3 separate regions of the Mus musculus genome follow, and regions 1 and 2 are each linked to region 3. Evidence: chromatin contacts called from public Micro-C data. All regions are on one chromosome and are shown on one strand. The core of a region is the stretch at or near the end of the contact, and the rest is flanking DNA. Distances in the headings are between cores, read along the strand shown.

Region 1 (4,346 bases), core at 192-2,691, 1.5 Mb after region 3:
ATATTTCACAAATGAGAGAACCGAGGTTCAAAACCGCCTCTACCCTGGGGAAATGTGTGTGCCTGTGCGTGTGCGTGTGCGTGTGCGTGTGCGTGTGCGTGTGCGTGTGCGTGTGCGTGTGCGTGTGCGTGTGCGTGTGCGTGTGTGTGTGTGTGTGTGTGTGTGTGTGTGTGTATGTGTGTGTGTGTAAGCAGTTTCCTTCCCTGCAGCTCAGGTCCCTGCCTGGAGGTCTGGGTGCGGCTTGTGCCTCCTTGCTTCCTCTCCGGGTCCCAGGGGAGATGTGGCAGAAACTCCTGCCGTGCTGTGCCGAAAGGCTCAGAGCTTCCTTCCGGACCAGACCTGGGTGGGGGAAAAAACATTTTTTTTTCTTCAGTGGCTTTAGGGGTGCCTGCTCTAGGTGGCATACAAGACTCCTGCCACCACCACAGTGAACTTGTGTTTATAGAGCGCGATTCTTAACTCCCGGTACAACGGACTTCCTAGAATTAAGAACCAAAACAGTGGTCCTGGGTAATCCAGAGCTGCAACAGTCGGTCCAGCCACAGGTCAATCTACACATTCACTACTAGAAAGGAGACTCCGTAGCCCTAGTTTTGGGTGCAGAGCTCAGGCGCTGTTGGGTTCCGGGTTTAGGCAGAAGGCGAGCTCCAGGTGTCCTGCTCCCCCTTGGCTTGGCGGGGCAGGTAGCTGGTGAGCCCTGCAGCGGCAGAGCTCCACTTTCGCTACTCCCTCTGGCCATAAACGAATCGGCGTCTCCTTTCAAGGGTCCCGCAGGCCTCTAGCACGTTAACAACGCGCGGTCCTGGTCAGGAATCCGGCAAATCCAAACTACCAGGCGGAGCTGAGGAGGACCTGGAGAGCAGTAACCGAGGTAAAAAGAAATGGGGTCCCTCCAATTCGTTGTAACCGCGCCTAAAGCCACTCTTATTCCTGGCGCCCATTCCCAAAGAATCTGATTCGCCACCATCTGACTACATCTCCAGGCTTGCTACCTGCAGACAACCTGGAGGCTTTCTGCTCTCCTCACCCTCCCCCCCTCCCCCTTGCCAAGGCACCCCAACTTTGTCCAGCTCTCTCACCTGAACCCCCGAAGCGCAGTTTCTTCTTTCTGGACTAAAGCCGAACCTGTCGCTAGTGGAAAGGTCCCCCACCCCCACCCAGCCCAGGCTGCAAGCCGCTTGCTTTACCAGTCCAAAGGTCACCTAAAGTTTGGCTGATAAACAGAATCGGTAGAGAAGATTTGGAGCCCCCCAGCGTGAGTAGAATGGGCTCTGGCAAGTCCCAATCCCGGCCCAAGTCTCTCGCTCCGTTGGACTGTCCCTTAGGTTCTCCCACTTTCTCGGTTTTTCCCCCCTCCCCACCACCATTTGCATCTTGCCGAAAGCTGAGCCCTTCCCACTCATTTGCATATCTTATATGGCCTAATGGTGGAGATCATGGCAAGTTAGAAGTTTTCTGACTCCTCTCGGAGGAGTCTCCGGGACCCCAGAGAGTAACAGGTGTCTGAAAGCTAAAGGGTGGAGGGGTTCCAGGACTTGGAGTTCTCTTGTAAAACTCCCCTCCACCCTCCTCTCTCACACCCACCCATCCCCTCAACCCCTTCTTTTTCCGTCCTTGGAAAATGGTGTCCAAGCTCACGTCGCTCCAGCAAGAACTCCTGAGTGCCCTGCTGAGCTCCGGAGTCACCAAGGAAGTGCTGATCCAGGCCTTGGAGGAGTTACTGCCGTCCCCGAATTTCGGGGTGAAGCTGGAGACACTGCCCCTGTCCCCCGGGAGCGGGGCGGATCTCGACACCAAGCCGGTTTTCCATACTCTCACCAATGGCCACGCCAAGGGCCGCTTGTCTGGGGACGAGGGCTCAGAGGACGGCGACGACTATGACACTCCTCCCATCCTCAAAGAGCTCCAGGCGCTCAACACCGAGGAGGCCGCGGAGCAGCGGGCCGAGGTGGACCGGATGCTCAGGTAGGCAAGCGAGCGAGGTACGCCCTGGAGCCCGAGCAGTCTCTGGAGTCCCCGGCCCCTCACCGGAGGCATGAGGTGTACACTGCTCTCCCCAAGCCCCTTCCCCACGGGAAAAATAGCCCGGGGGCACTCCGCTTCTCTGCTAACTATTGAACCTGGCCCTCCACCGGGCGACCTGGAACCCCCAGGCTTCGTCTGCCTCCACCTATGCGGGCAGCCTGGACCCAGGCACTTTGTTGGTGGTACCCAGTCACGAGAACCGAAGGTGCGGAGCCTTAGGTCACATGACCAGAGGGGCTGGTGGGTGCAGCGAAAAGGCTGCAATTGCCCCCGGACCCACCAAACTTCCCAAACCCCAAGCCACGTATTAATCCCTGCGATCTGCAGTTCTCTGCAAAAGACCTGGCAGCATCAGTGGCCGAGGCCTGGGAAGCAAGTTCTCTGATTGTGTCCTTACAGAGCCAAGTTTAGAATTATAAAGTGGAAAGTTTGTTGTAGGGTCACCAGTGCCGGGCAAAAGAAACCATGAACAAAGGGAGAGAGAATAGGTGCTCCTAAGACCACCATGCCCTTTTGCAGAGGTGGGCGTGTACGCATCTCACTAACGACACCCCAGCAGGCTTAGGGGAGCCCAGGCTGGCTGGCGGTCCCTCCGGTGGCTGGGATCACTTGCCGGTCCTCTCGCCCGGGCCTACGCTTTGACAGCTAGTTACTAATTATCCAAGGAGCCAAGCGGCTCCCTTAGACTGCGCGTCGCTCCGGGGCCACTTGGCTTCAGAAAGGAGCCCCTCGCGTGGCCTCTGACTCTTAAGCCCTGCGGCTTCAAAGTTTCAGAGTTCCGGAGTGACTGTGGCGGCCTCCCTGGCTCGGCTTCCTCTCCTGCAGCGCGCGCTTGGGGTGGGATATGACCTTGCATTTGAATTTGCGCTTTGGGGACCCGGCCGCTCGCCCTCTAGCCAAGGCAATCTGGAGGACTTCTAAAAGTTTTTTGTTTTTTTTGTTTTTTTAACCCCTAAAATGATTTTGCTCTAATTTAAAAGCTTGGGTTTCTTTCGTTGCTGTTTCTCCACGTAGCAATGATTTTTTTTTTCCCCCTCTGGCTGAGTTTAGCGGCCTGGATGGTGTCAGGGGTAGAGGGTACAGACTGAGGTACCGAGCCCCTCGGAAGGTTTGGGACGGCAGGCTGGCAGAAAATTTATCCTGGGGCCTGGCTCAGGGACCCGGCATCCCGTCGCCAGCCCCCTGGGGCCTAGGTCCTTCCTCCTGAGAGCCACTGTCTAGTTCGCCTCGGAGCCGACTTAGGGAAGCCCGGGAGGCCGAGGGCGCCTCTCCACCGTGGTCCCCACCCCGGGCTGGACAGAGCGGAGATGTAACATAAACTGCAGCACGTGGAGTTGGGGTGTTATTAATTTATTCCTATAAATCATCAACAGAAAGTACACAAAACGTGATTAGGTTGAAAAGAGAGGCGGGTTATTCATTGGTGAAGTTGTAAACTCGGCTTAGAAAGGGAAGGAAATCAAAACGCAGGAGGGGGTGCTCGCCGGACACACGCGCGGAGGTACGGGACGCACCCCCAGGTCCCCGCGCTGCTCTGGGAAGCCGACACCCGCAGAGCTCTGCGGGCGCAGAGTCTCTGAGTCGGGGGTCTTAGGACCTGGGCCTTCTTCCCACCCCCAAGCCATGGGGAGCAGAAGGAGAGGAGCCCAGACTCTAGCTGGGGTGAGGACCCAGGGCACACCCTGAAGCTCTGTCCCATTCGCAAGCTGGTGCCGCCTTCCCTCCCCTGGGCCTGGAGCGTCTGACTTTATTAAAGTAATTTTTCAAGAAATTGCTAGCGGCTCGCAGGTCACCGCGCAGCCGACTGCAGGGTACCGGGCACTCTCTTTTGTTTTTCTCTTCCCGCTCCACCCCCTTGTTCCCCTGTAAGTCAGAAAGAAAAGAAAGGTGTGCGGGGGAGGAGGGTCACTCGGTGGCGCGCCTGGTCGCCTTTACCCTGGCTGGAAGAACCTGGCCAGAGTGGAGGGTTGCAAACGGCGGTGTCGCGCGCTCCCCGGCTGCGGGTCGGAGGCTGGTGTGCCCCAGGGGCTTAGGAGACCTGGTGGGCCACCTAGGGACCAAGGCCCCTGGTTCCCCGCGAGCCGGGACCCAGAGAGTCTCTGCTCCTGGGAAGCAAAGTCACCCTTGAGGAAGGAGCGGGCTGGACGTTGTGGCCACTGTGGGTTTGCTTTTGACACCTGCGCTGGCTCTACAAAGGCCGAGCGCTCCTCGCTACAGCGAGTTTCTCCTAGGGAGGAAACTGTATTTCCCAATAACTCTTTACCTGGGCCTCAGAGCTCTCTTCCGTAGGGAATATGCGGGGCATTCTGGGATCCGAGAAG
Region 2 (4,763 bases), core at 865-3,364, 1.2 Mb before region 3:
TGCCGGGTCCTGGCACCAGAGCTCTTCGGAGACAGACTGCACAAGGCAGATACCTTCTGCCTGACATCTGCGTTCTCCAGACCCACAGTGTGCGGGAACCAGTACAGCAAATGGCTCACAAATCTCTAGCACAGCTTCTTTTGGCCCTGGCTGTTTGCATTTCTGAGCCTGCTGGCTGCAACTTTCCCACCTAAGGATATTCCTTCAGTCAGTAAGAGGAGCAAGGTGGGTGGGTGTGCTCATGGAGCGGTGTTTGTTTGTTTTTTTGTTTTTTTGTTTTTGTTTTTGTTTTTGTTTTTTGGTTTGTTTGTTTTGGTTTTTTTTTTGTTTTGTTTTGTTTTTTTTTTTTTTTTTTTTTTTGGTTTTTGTTTTCCAATGAGCAGAAAGTTGCCACTGCCTTAAAAAGGGGCCCACAGCTTTGGTGTTCATTGCTGTCCTTGGGAGTTTTCTCCTAGACTCCGTGCGGAACTCTGAAATAATAAGCTGTTTAGGATCTTAAACAGAGGTCCTAAAACACCTTGTTAGCCCATTTCTTTTGAAGGGTTTTGTATTGGTTCTCCCCAAAGAGAACAAGCCTCCCATTTAAGGCAACTCTAGAGACCAAACAGAGAGCAGTAGCTTTGGGTCCCGTGAACCTCGGGTGTGTGTGTGGGTCACTATTTAGAGAAGGGACCACAGAGAGTAGAAGGAGGAGTTTGAGAGCTGACACCGGAAGGAACTGTACAAGGAGACGCTAACAGCATTAAGATGACTTCCTAGACAGAGCCAAGCCCAAGTTTCCCACCACCTGAAGACTCAGGGGATTCGAGAGTGGCTTCTTCCTGGGCACTGAGGAGAGGTGACACCCAGTCAGGAAGTAGTGACACTCACAGGGGCCTGGTGTCCAGTCCCTGGGGCCCACCTAAGAGCCTCAGGACTCCTGGGAAGCGCGGGGTCAGAAAGGGCGGGTTCGCGCGGAGGGCAACTCACTGAGGAGAAGTTGTGCGGGCCACAGAGCTCGCCCCGGTACTTGCAGGAGAGCAGCATGTCCTCCAGCTGGTGGCCCAGACGGTCCATGAAGGCAGCGCTGATGCCCTCGAAGTGGCGCGGCGGCAGGAAGAGGCGGAAGTCGGCCAGCTTGCGGAACCACTGTCTGCGCGGCTCGTCGCCCCGCAGCAGCTCGCTGACCAGCGGGCGCGCGGTGCGGTTGGGCAGCAGCAGTCCTAGCCAGTGGCCCGCGTAGTAGAGGTCCCCCTTGGAGAGGCGCGGGAAGCGCAGGGGGTTGTTGTTGCACACGGTGACAGCGGGGAACGGCAGCTGGCGGCTCCACTCGCGGTGCACTCGCGTGTGTGACGGGAAACTGAGCCAGTAGAGCAGGCGGTTCGAGGACCAGGACAACAGCAAGCCAAGGGACGTGCAGAAGGCCAGCACCCACAGCGCCCGCCGCTGGAAAGAGCCTCCCGCCGCCGTGCGCCCCGCGCACATGTGCCGCAGCCCGTGCAATTTAGTGCGACTCAGGGACGGCCGCCCCCTGCGGGCGACCCCTGGCCCCTGCAGCTCCCGATCGCCGCTCCGGTCGCCCCCGGGCTGCCTAGCTGCCGCCACCGCCGCGGGCGCCGGCTGCTCGCGGGCCATACGGAAGCGTCCCGGGCCGCTGAGCGCGGTCGCCGGCAGCCGGGCTCCGCCGCTCCGGCTCATTCATTCAGCCCGAGGCTGGCGACAGCGGCGGCGGCCCCGGCCGGGCGGAGCCGCCATGGGAGTCCGCAGCAGCAGTGGGAGCAGCAGCAGCCGCGCGCAGCTTGTGCCAGGGAAGCCTGCTCCCGACAGGAGCTCCGGTGGCGCGGCATGCCCTCCCGGCGTCGCCGCCGCCGCCTCCGCGGGCGCTCGCCCGGGACTGAGTGCCGCCTCGGCCCGCCGCCCCTAGCTCTGGCCTCTCCTAACTACCCCCCACCCCCAGGCTCTGCTGGCCCCGAGTCTTCCAGAAGGACGAGAGTCACTGGGCACTACCTCCGGAGGGGCCCCATTGGGAGCCGCCTCTCCAATCCCTGGGCTCTGTGCCCGCCGACCTATCCTGGTCCTGGACCTCGGGGGACCCTGAGATGAGTCCCCCCTGCACGGACTAACCCCAGTTTTTACGCTGATCCTGAGAGAGAGACCACTGGGCCACCATGCCTGGTTTGGCCAGTCCCGGGGACCCCACTAGTCTGGCCCTTAGCCCAGTGGTGCTGGGACATGCGAGGGAAGGCGCCAAGGAACGAGCGCCCCCAGAGGCACTCCGCGGCTCCAGGCTCGGCGGGTGGGGTGGGTGTGTACTGGGGTGAGTGGTCGCCGAGTGGCGACTTGCACCTTCCCTTTCCTCCAGGACCCTTCTTTCTCACGGCTGCCGGAGCTGCTTTCTGCTGAGACGCTCCCAGGCTTCCCCAAGTCCTGAGTCCCGCGGGGTGTCTACTGTCGTCTGGGGCGGGGGCTTCTCAAGGCGTCCTGCGGAAAGCTGCTCGCTGCTGGGCCCCTCCAAGGTTGCTGGTGCTGGGAAACTATCGCTTTTCCTCTCGGCACGGATCGTCTTTAGAAAAACCCGGCTATGCTGTTCCTTGCCTCTTATTCTCTCTGGGAGACGGGAGCTGGGAACTGCGGAGCCCAAGCAACACCTCCTGAGGCTGATCCGGACTCGCTGCTCATCGAAGCTCGCAGCTCCGGTGGGCCCGTCTCCTCTCAAGACTCCAAGTCCACGATGGCGGTGACAGTGGCGGCGGCTGCTCTCCTCTCTCGGTAGCCCGGCCCTCCTCGGGCCCCGGGCGAACTTGGGCAGCAGCCGCGCGAGGCTGGCGCGGCTGGCGCTGCTGGGCTCTGAGCACCTGCTACTGCGCTCGCTGGCCCCGCGGCTCCGGGCGGGCGGGGCGGCGGCGGCCGAGGCGAGCGCTGTGCGCTCCTGGAGACGCGGTTCTGACGCTCCCGGCTCCTCCTTGCTGCATTTTAATTCCTGGCCACTGTGGCCGCTGCACACCAAGCGGGAAGCCTCTTGTTGAAGTTGCAGGGGATGTTGGGGCGGGGGGGGGGGGTTGGGGGCAGCACAGATGTGGTCGGTTGTACCGGCTTGTGGAAGAGATGGAGAGTAGTAAGAATGCTGTGTTTATGTGCAAGCCGTGTGCAAAGAAATGTGAAGGGATGCCTGGGCGTGTGAAATGGGCTGGAGAGAGATGGGACTGTGCAGCGTGGGCACTTGAGCAAGTGTGAGTGCGGTGTCGTGCAGGGGTGTGTGTAGGATGTGAACTGTTTATATGTGAACCGGCGTTTGTGCCAAGTCTTCAATTCGTGAAGCTGCCTGTGGGTTGATGTGCTGCGGCTGCTGGATGTGTCATAAGTAGACGAGTGCCTGTGATGGGCTGTATGTTCTATGTGTGCACATCCTTGGCTGTGGGTATGAATGAGTATAGTTTCCGATTTGCATGTGTATGAATTTCTTTTAGGAAGGGCTATGTGACCAGTTACTGGGAAAACTTACAGGACTTGTGGCAGGATGGACTCAAGGGGACAGCTCCTCTCTTCTGCCTCTAGAAATTTATCAAGTGCCCCAACCCCTTTCTCTGGAGGTGTTAAGCCAGGCAAAAGTAGCTCTCCCTGGATGTGAAGAGAAGGGAGAGTAAGAAAGGGGATGTCGTCCCAAGTCAAGAGACTCCACAAAGCACCCAAGGCTTTCAATAACTCCTGGACATTTTAAACTTTTGATACTGCCTTTTAAATATTCTGCTTAAACTTTCGGTCGGGGTGGGGGGACTGAATGTGGTTTCTAGATACAACTGGCTCCATTTTCTAAGTGATGTGAGGGAGGCTAAAGCTTGCCCAAAAGGGCACAGTTGGGCAGTGGTTAGCTGGGTTCAAGGCTCAGATCACAAAGCCCTGACAGTTTTTACTGTCTCAGAGGGTCTTGTGGTTTTCAGCCTCTGGATCAGGGCTGGGGTCCTGCTGTTTTGTTTTGTTTGTTTTGTTTGAGACAGGGTTTCTCTGTATAGCCCTGGCTGTCCTGGAACTCACTTTGTAGACCAGGCTGGCCTCTGGGGTCCTGCTCTTATGGCTGCCTTGGCATGCAGGGTTCACAAAAGAACTCTACACATACTTTCTAAACATCACTGAGACAGGCAGCCCTCCGAGTTCCTTACCTTTGGGATAAAAGAATTTCCAGACATTTCTGAGAGTAGATGGAATGGATGAAGGACCCAAAGCACAAGAAGACAGACACCCCAGTTAGTGGAGTATCAGAATTCTGGGACAGGAAACTGGAGGACGAAAGACTTGGGAACAAAGGTGAATTCACAGCTTTTGTGGGATTTAGGAAGATTTGTGAAATGACCAGGAGGTTTCTATGAAGGATGCAGAGGACTAGAGTGGATATTCTATTCCCACTGGCCTGGGGGCTTTCTTTCCATGAAGCAACTCCTTGTATCTAAACACTGGAGAAGATGGTCTCTGAGCCCCTCATCTCCCATTCATACACCACACATATGCACTCAGCACACATGTCCATGTACCCAAGCACACACTATATATACACATGCCCTACCAGGTTCACACAACTGCACAAATACATTTGACACATAATACAAAATTTGACACATTTGAACATACATACAAACATACATGCTGCAATCTTGCATGTGCATTCAATGCATACTGTATATTGTGTGTATATATACACACAGTATATAAATATACACAACCATACAACCATATATTACCCACAATGAATTCATTCACAATCATGTATATATACACACGATGCACACGTA
Region 3 (4,895 bases), core at 2,302-4,801:
ATGAGGGCCCTAGTTCACATCAACGTCAAACATGTAAGAATCAGGCATAGTGAAGTGTGTCTATAACCCACAGGGTGAAGAGGCAGAGATGTGCAGATCCTTGGAATTGGCTGGCTGGTCAGTCTAGCCCAAACAATGAGTTTCGAGTTCAGTGAGAGACAACGGCGACGATGATGATGATGGTGGTAGTGATGATGATGGAGGTGAAGATGATGTAGAGAGAGATTGAGGAAGACAGTTCACTTTGACCTCTAGCTTCCACAGGCTTGTGTATATCCCATAAACACACACACACACACAAAGATGGCAGTACCCTCAGGTGTCCCCAGAGTCTAGTTCACATGCTTAGCATCTACCCTTCCCTTCCAGAACAGAAGATCCATGGGAACAAGGGCTAATTCTCCCTTGACACCTGTGGCATTGGAGACATCCACAGTACTGTTATGGAAGTTGGGGTGCAAGGAGGGGAAACTGAGTTGGTTTCTTCAGAACTCCATGATGCCCAGCCTACCAGCACCCTACCCAACACCGTGTGCTACTTCCAGCCAGGGCTAGGAGGGTAGGGTGGGCCCTCACCTGAACTGGCTCTTGAGTCAGCTACAGAAGCTGTGGAGAAGGGCAGCCTGGGCAGCATCTTAGAGGAAGCAGCTTTGTCTCCTTCATCCAGCCATCCCTAAGTTCTGGATCCCCAGTGGGCTGGTGGTCAGGGCCAGAAGGATTCTGCTTGTGTTTAGTGGGTCCTGTACTCTATGCCTCAACATCACAGATTGGGGGTGGAGGAGAGAGAGCTGGTAGCTGGCTTGCCTCTCCTTGGGATGGTTAATAAGCCCTTAGGTGACATTAATTGCCACCAGGCATTAGGGACCTAATGAGAATCATCTTCTTTGACTACTACAGCATAGTCTTTCCCCAGGGCCTCCAATAGACTGTTAGCTCTCCCCACTGAACCTCTGAGCTATGAGGGAGGAGCAAGAACAGCTAGGCAGGTTCCAATATGAAACCTAAGCAGGGATAGTCAGCAGCTGGGGGGGGGGGGGGCAAGGAAGGTTCCTATCGTCATCATCCAAACCCATTTTCCCAAAAAGGACACTCACAGGATCAGGAAGGCTAGAAAAGACCCGAGTATGACAGATAAAGTGTAGACGGAGAGTCCCACCAGCCATTGCTCTGATCTGTCTAGCCCATACTCCATCTGGTATAACGGGTGACTCTCAAGTTCTATTCTCTCACTATGGGCTATGCCCATGGGACAAGAGACTGCCCCTCCAGAGTAGGACTGATAGAGATCAGACCTCTCAGGATTCCCTCGTGACATCCAATAATGCTGTCAGATCATTGCCATTGATCTCATGCCTGATTGACTATTGGCGGTTGACGGTCGGGTCTGATTTGGGTTGCGTTCTAATGGAAAAGGCGCGATGGTGGGAGTGAATGTCTGCCTCACACCCCCCTCTCTTCAGCTGATGACTGGGTGAGAGTACAGAGGGGCAGTTTCTCGCACCCACCCACCCACCTCCGCGCCCGGACACCTTTCAGAGGTTTGCAAAACAACCTGTAGGCAGAGGCAAGTCTCTCCTCGGCCTCCAGCGGCGCCCCTTGCCTCTTACCCGAGGAGCTCCAACCAGAGGAGCTGGGCGCGGCAGCTTGTCTGATTCCCACCGGGTGCCCTGCAGACCCAGGAGGACTCAGAGGCTGTGGGAGGCTGCCCCCTACCCGCGCCTCGGATAGAACCACCGAAAACATCTCCGGCACCCTGCGGGGAGCTGGCATTCCCTGAAAAGGGACCTCGGTCGGCTTCGGCTGTGGCGTCTGCTCAGGAGAACCGCAGTCGCAGCAGCCGACCGACCCCTCTCGGATCGCACCAACCTTAATCTCAGAGGGGGAAAAAAATTAAATGTAAAGCGGAGTAGAACTGAACGGCGAGGCCAGCCCTGGGCCGGCTCTCATTAAGGAGCCGCGCGCGCCCCCAGGCTGGGAATGCGGAATGGACACGTGGACAGACAGGGGAGCCGGGGGAGGGGGAAGTCTCCGTGGCGCGCGAGCCGTGGGCTGCGCGCTCCGGGGCCACGTGATCACGGGGAATCTGGGAGGGGAGGGAGGAAAAGGGAGCGAGCGCGCCAAGCTGGGCGCCCGCCCGCTACGGTCCTGGTGGGCGCTGGATGCCGGACCGAGGAGGAGGGCAGCGAGCATCAGTGTGTGTGTGTGTCTTTCTTCAACCATTTACCGAGGAGCGCCGTGGAGGTGGCAGCGACTGCTTCGGTCAACTGTGGCTCCCCCGCCTCTTTTTTTTTTCCTCTGGTCCTTGATTCTTCTTCTTCCCCAACCCCACGTCCAAGGAGAGCTGGACCCCTATCGGCATCTCTATCTTTTCTAGGCCGCCTAGGTACCCGCTGCTGCCTCTCCGGCCAGGGGCTGCGCAGGTGCGGTTGCCTTAGCCCACTGGCCGCGCTCCCGCTTCTTGCCACCCGTAGCTGGGACTGGAGCGGCGATCTACTCGCCCAGACTGACTCCGAAAGAGCGACAGCCTGTGCCCTGCCGCACCGAGGCAACGGGCGAGCGGGTGTCCAGGGGCAAGGCGGGGGTGATGGGTAGGACGAGGGATCGGAGACTGTGAACCTCGGAAAAGTTCAAGGTTTGTGTAGGTTCCCCCGGGAAAGCGAGGAGAGGTGTGAGGCGGGGCAAGGTACCCCTGTGCTGAGACAGCGACACCCTACCGGAGAGGAAAGAAAAGGGTAGCCGGTGCTGCCGAGGGCTGACCACCCCATCTCTCATCCTACAACGCTTACGGGCTGGATACTGGAGGAGACGCTCTGGGAAGAAACGGCTCGAGCTGGGGCGCCTTAGCTGGCGCTTCCGCTCCTTCGCTTCTCCTAGCTTCATCTCCATGGGGCAGCGAGTGCCTAGAGCTCCACCCTTGCTCCAGCCACCGAACCCCAGCCTGGCCAGGCGGCGCCGAGTTGGCCTGTGCTAGCGCAGACCCCGGTCGAGACTGGAGAGAGTGCTGGAGTCCAAGACCGAGCACTGCGAAGGGACAAACATCTGGTCCCCCACCTCAGACGTTTCGTCTGGGCGTCGCCTAGGGTGGTGGCGACCCGCGTCGCCTGTCTCATCCCTGCAAGGAAACTTTTCCTTCCCCGGATGGATTAAAGTTGCCTGGATTTTCTCTCTTTGCGAAAGAAATCATCCGTTTCCTCCCGACCTGGGATTTTCCCTACTGCTGCAGGGCGCTTGGGAGAGGAAGAAAGCCGCGCTGTGCATGTGGGGTTACCACCGAAACCGAGGCGATTCGAGTTCGCGTTGGGGTTCTGTACCTACGAGCGAGTACGGATCTGAGCGGCGCGGCGAGGCCAGGGGCTTCGGCACGCGGCCCTCGGCAGCCACCGGGACGTTGGTGGCCACCGGGCCCTGGGACCGCACGTGCGGCTCCCCCCTCTCCTCGCAGATCCTGCAGGGGGCACCAGCCCGGGGAGGTGGAGACTCCTCCCGCCCCGAGCTGCGCCCCCGCCGGCTCCGAGGGTGTAGCCGGTGGTGCCCGGGACGCCCCTCCCCTCAAAGTGTCCCCGAATTGCGCTTTCTGGCCCCCGAAGCCTCAACAGACACAGCTGGGCGCCAGTGAGTTGGAGGCGACCGAGCCCAGCCTGAGACCAATTCGCCGTGGATCTCTACACCCTCGGACCCCTCCTGCCCCCGCTTCGGCCATGGCCCCAGGGATGTCGGGCCGCCGCGGCGCCGCCCTACTCTGCCTCTCTGTGCTGCTCGCCCACGGTAAGTGTCGCGGCGCAGACTCGGGGTGAAGATGCGGCGGGCGCCCCTGGAGGGGGCGCAGAGAGAACCGAAGGAAGGAGCACCTCATCCCAGTGTTCCCCTGGACTCTCCGCCGTCGCTACCAGCACGGTTCCCGGCTGCAGCGGGAGTCCGCTGAGGGGACCGAGGTCGGTCCAGGGGAGATTGGGGCGGGGGGGGGGTAGATTCCTCGGTCTCAGAGTTAGAATTCAGGGAAAAACCCGAGACCCTGGGGGCGTGTCAGCTCACGGATATCTAGAGGGGTGCGAGAGATCAGCTAGGTCGAGTCTCGGGTACCCGGCCGCAGCTCCCCATGCAGCGCGAGGGGCTGGGGACCACTGGGACCGGCGAGATCGCGGCTTCCGGGCCCGGCGCGCAGGCGGGTGCGGGCCGTGCCGCCGGCTGTCTGGCTTCCTGCGGCGGGCCTAGGACAGGGACGCGCACGGTTGGGGCCCGGGAGGCTTGTGAGCAGCATCTCAATGGCCGGCCGGCTCGCAGAGCAAGTCGGGCGGGGGTCTGGGCAGCGGGCGCGGGCCGGGAGACTGGCGGCGCGCGAAGGCAGCGGGGCCGCGCTCCAGCGTTCTGCAATCTGTTGCGTCTGCTCCCCAGGCTCGCCCTGGGCTCTGGGCTCTGCCGGAAAGGGGTGACGGAGGGAGGAACCCGGGGATGGTGCGCCCCAGCAGTGAGATGGGGGATATGAAGGTTGGAGGCAGGGGGTAGTAGGACAACCTCCCCCACCCAGAGTGGGAACTCAAGATGAGCCAGGAGGGCGCTGCGGCGGGCTTCCGCAAGCTGGAGATGCTCCAGGAGGAGAGGGGCGCAAACCTAAACGAGAGAAAGGGAGCTGTGGAAGCAAGGGGGCAGGGGCGGCGGGGAAGCGGCCCTCTGCTGCGCCCAAGTGAAACCAGCTGACCCGGGACAATTCCCCAACCAGCAAAGGACTAGCTAGGGATATAAGACTCTGATGCCCCACTCCCGAGAGGGTGAGCCAAGGACAGAATTGGAGAAGGCCTTAGTGGAGCGAGCCATCTGGATGTTTGAGAGAACCGTCCGTTTGTAGTGGTCAGCTTTTGCCCGAATCTGTGCAGTCCCTGGCAGCCTGATTTGAGTGT

Evidence for each region. Hi-C and Micro-C count contacts between places; a contact is called where the count stands out from the background.
Region 1: a contact with region 3 is called in a Micro-C map of embryonic stem cells, with 9 times the contacts expected there. The contact joins the promoter of Hnf1b here to the promoter of Tmem132e in region 3. A contact is called at or near these places in 2 of 39 promoter capture datasets (both in embryonic stem cells), 3 of 484 Hi-C or Micro-C datasets (all in embryonic stem cells) and 1 of 115 datasets of contacts at active chromatin or transcription factors (embryonic stem cells).
Region 2: a Micro-C map of embryonic stem cells shows a contact between it and region 3, with 6 times the contacts expected there. The contact joins the promoter of Asic2 here to the promoter of Tmem132e in region 3. A contact is called at or near these places in 1 of 15 datasets of contacts at CTCF or cohesin (stem cell-derived epiblast-like cells), 5 of 484 Hi-C or Micro-C datasets (all in embryonic stem cells) and 3 of 115 datasets of contacts at active chromatin or transcription factors (astrocytes and embryonic stem cells).

What each region holds. Positions count from the first base shown.
Region 1 is chr11:83,849,428-83,853,773 of GRCm38.p6, forward strand. Hnf1b (HNF1 homeobox B) reads left to right here and starts at 1,442. Exons shown (of 9, transcript NM_009330.3): 1 at 1,442-1,965. The coding sequence starts at 1,622. Gm12576 (a long non-coding RNA gene) reads right to left here and starts at 1,204. Exons shown (of 4, transcript XR_388929.3): 1 at 1,080-1,204; 2 at 1-852.
Region 2 is chr11:81,150,789-81,155,551 of GRCm38.p6, forward strand. It overlaps Asic2 (acid-sensing (proton-gated) ion channel 2), which reads right to left and starts at 2,115. Exons shown (of 10, transcript NM_007384.3): 1 at 970-2,115. The coding sequence starts at 1,677. Gm51910 (a long non-coding RNA gene) reads left to right here. Exons shown (of 3, transcript XR_003949744.1): 3 at 1-945.
Region 3 is chr11:82,385,349-82,390,243 of GRCm38.p6, forward strand. Tmem132e (transmembrane protein 132E) reads left to right here and starts at 3,552. Exons shown (of 9, transcript NM_001304439.1): 1 at 3,552-3,765. The coding sequence starts at 3,699. It overlaps Gm38577 (a long non-coding RNA gene), which reads right to left and starts at 2,092. Exons shown (of 3, transcript XR_880073.3): 1 at 1,608-2,092.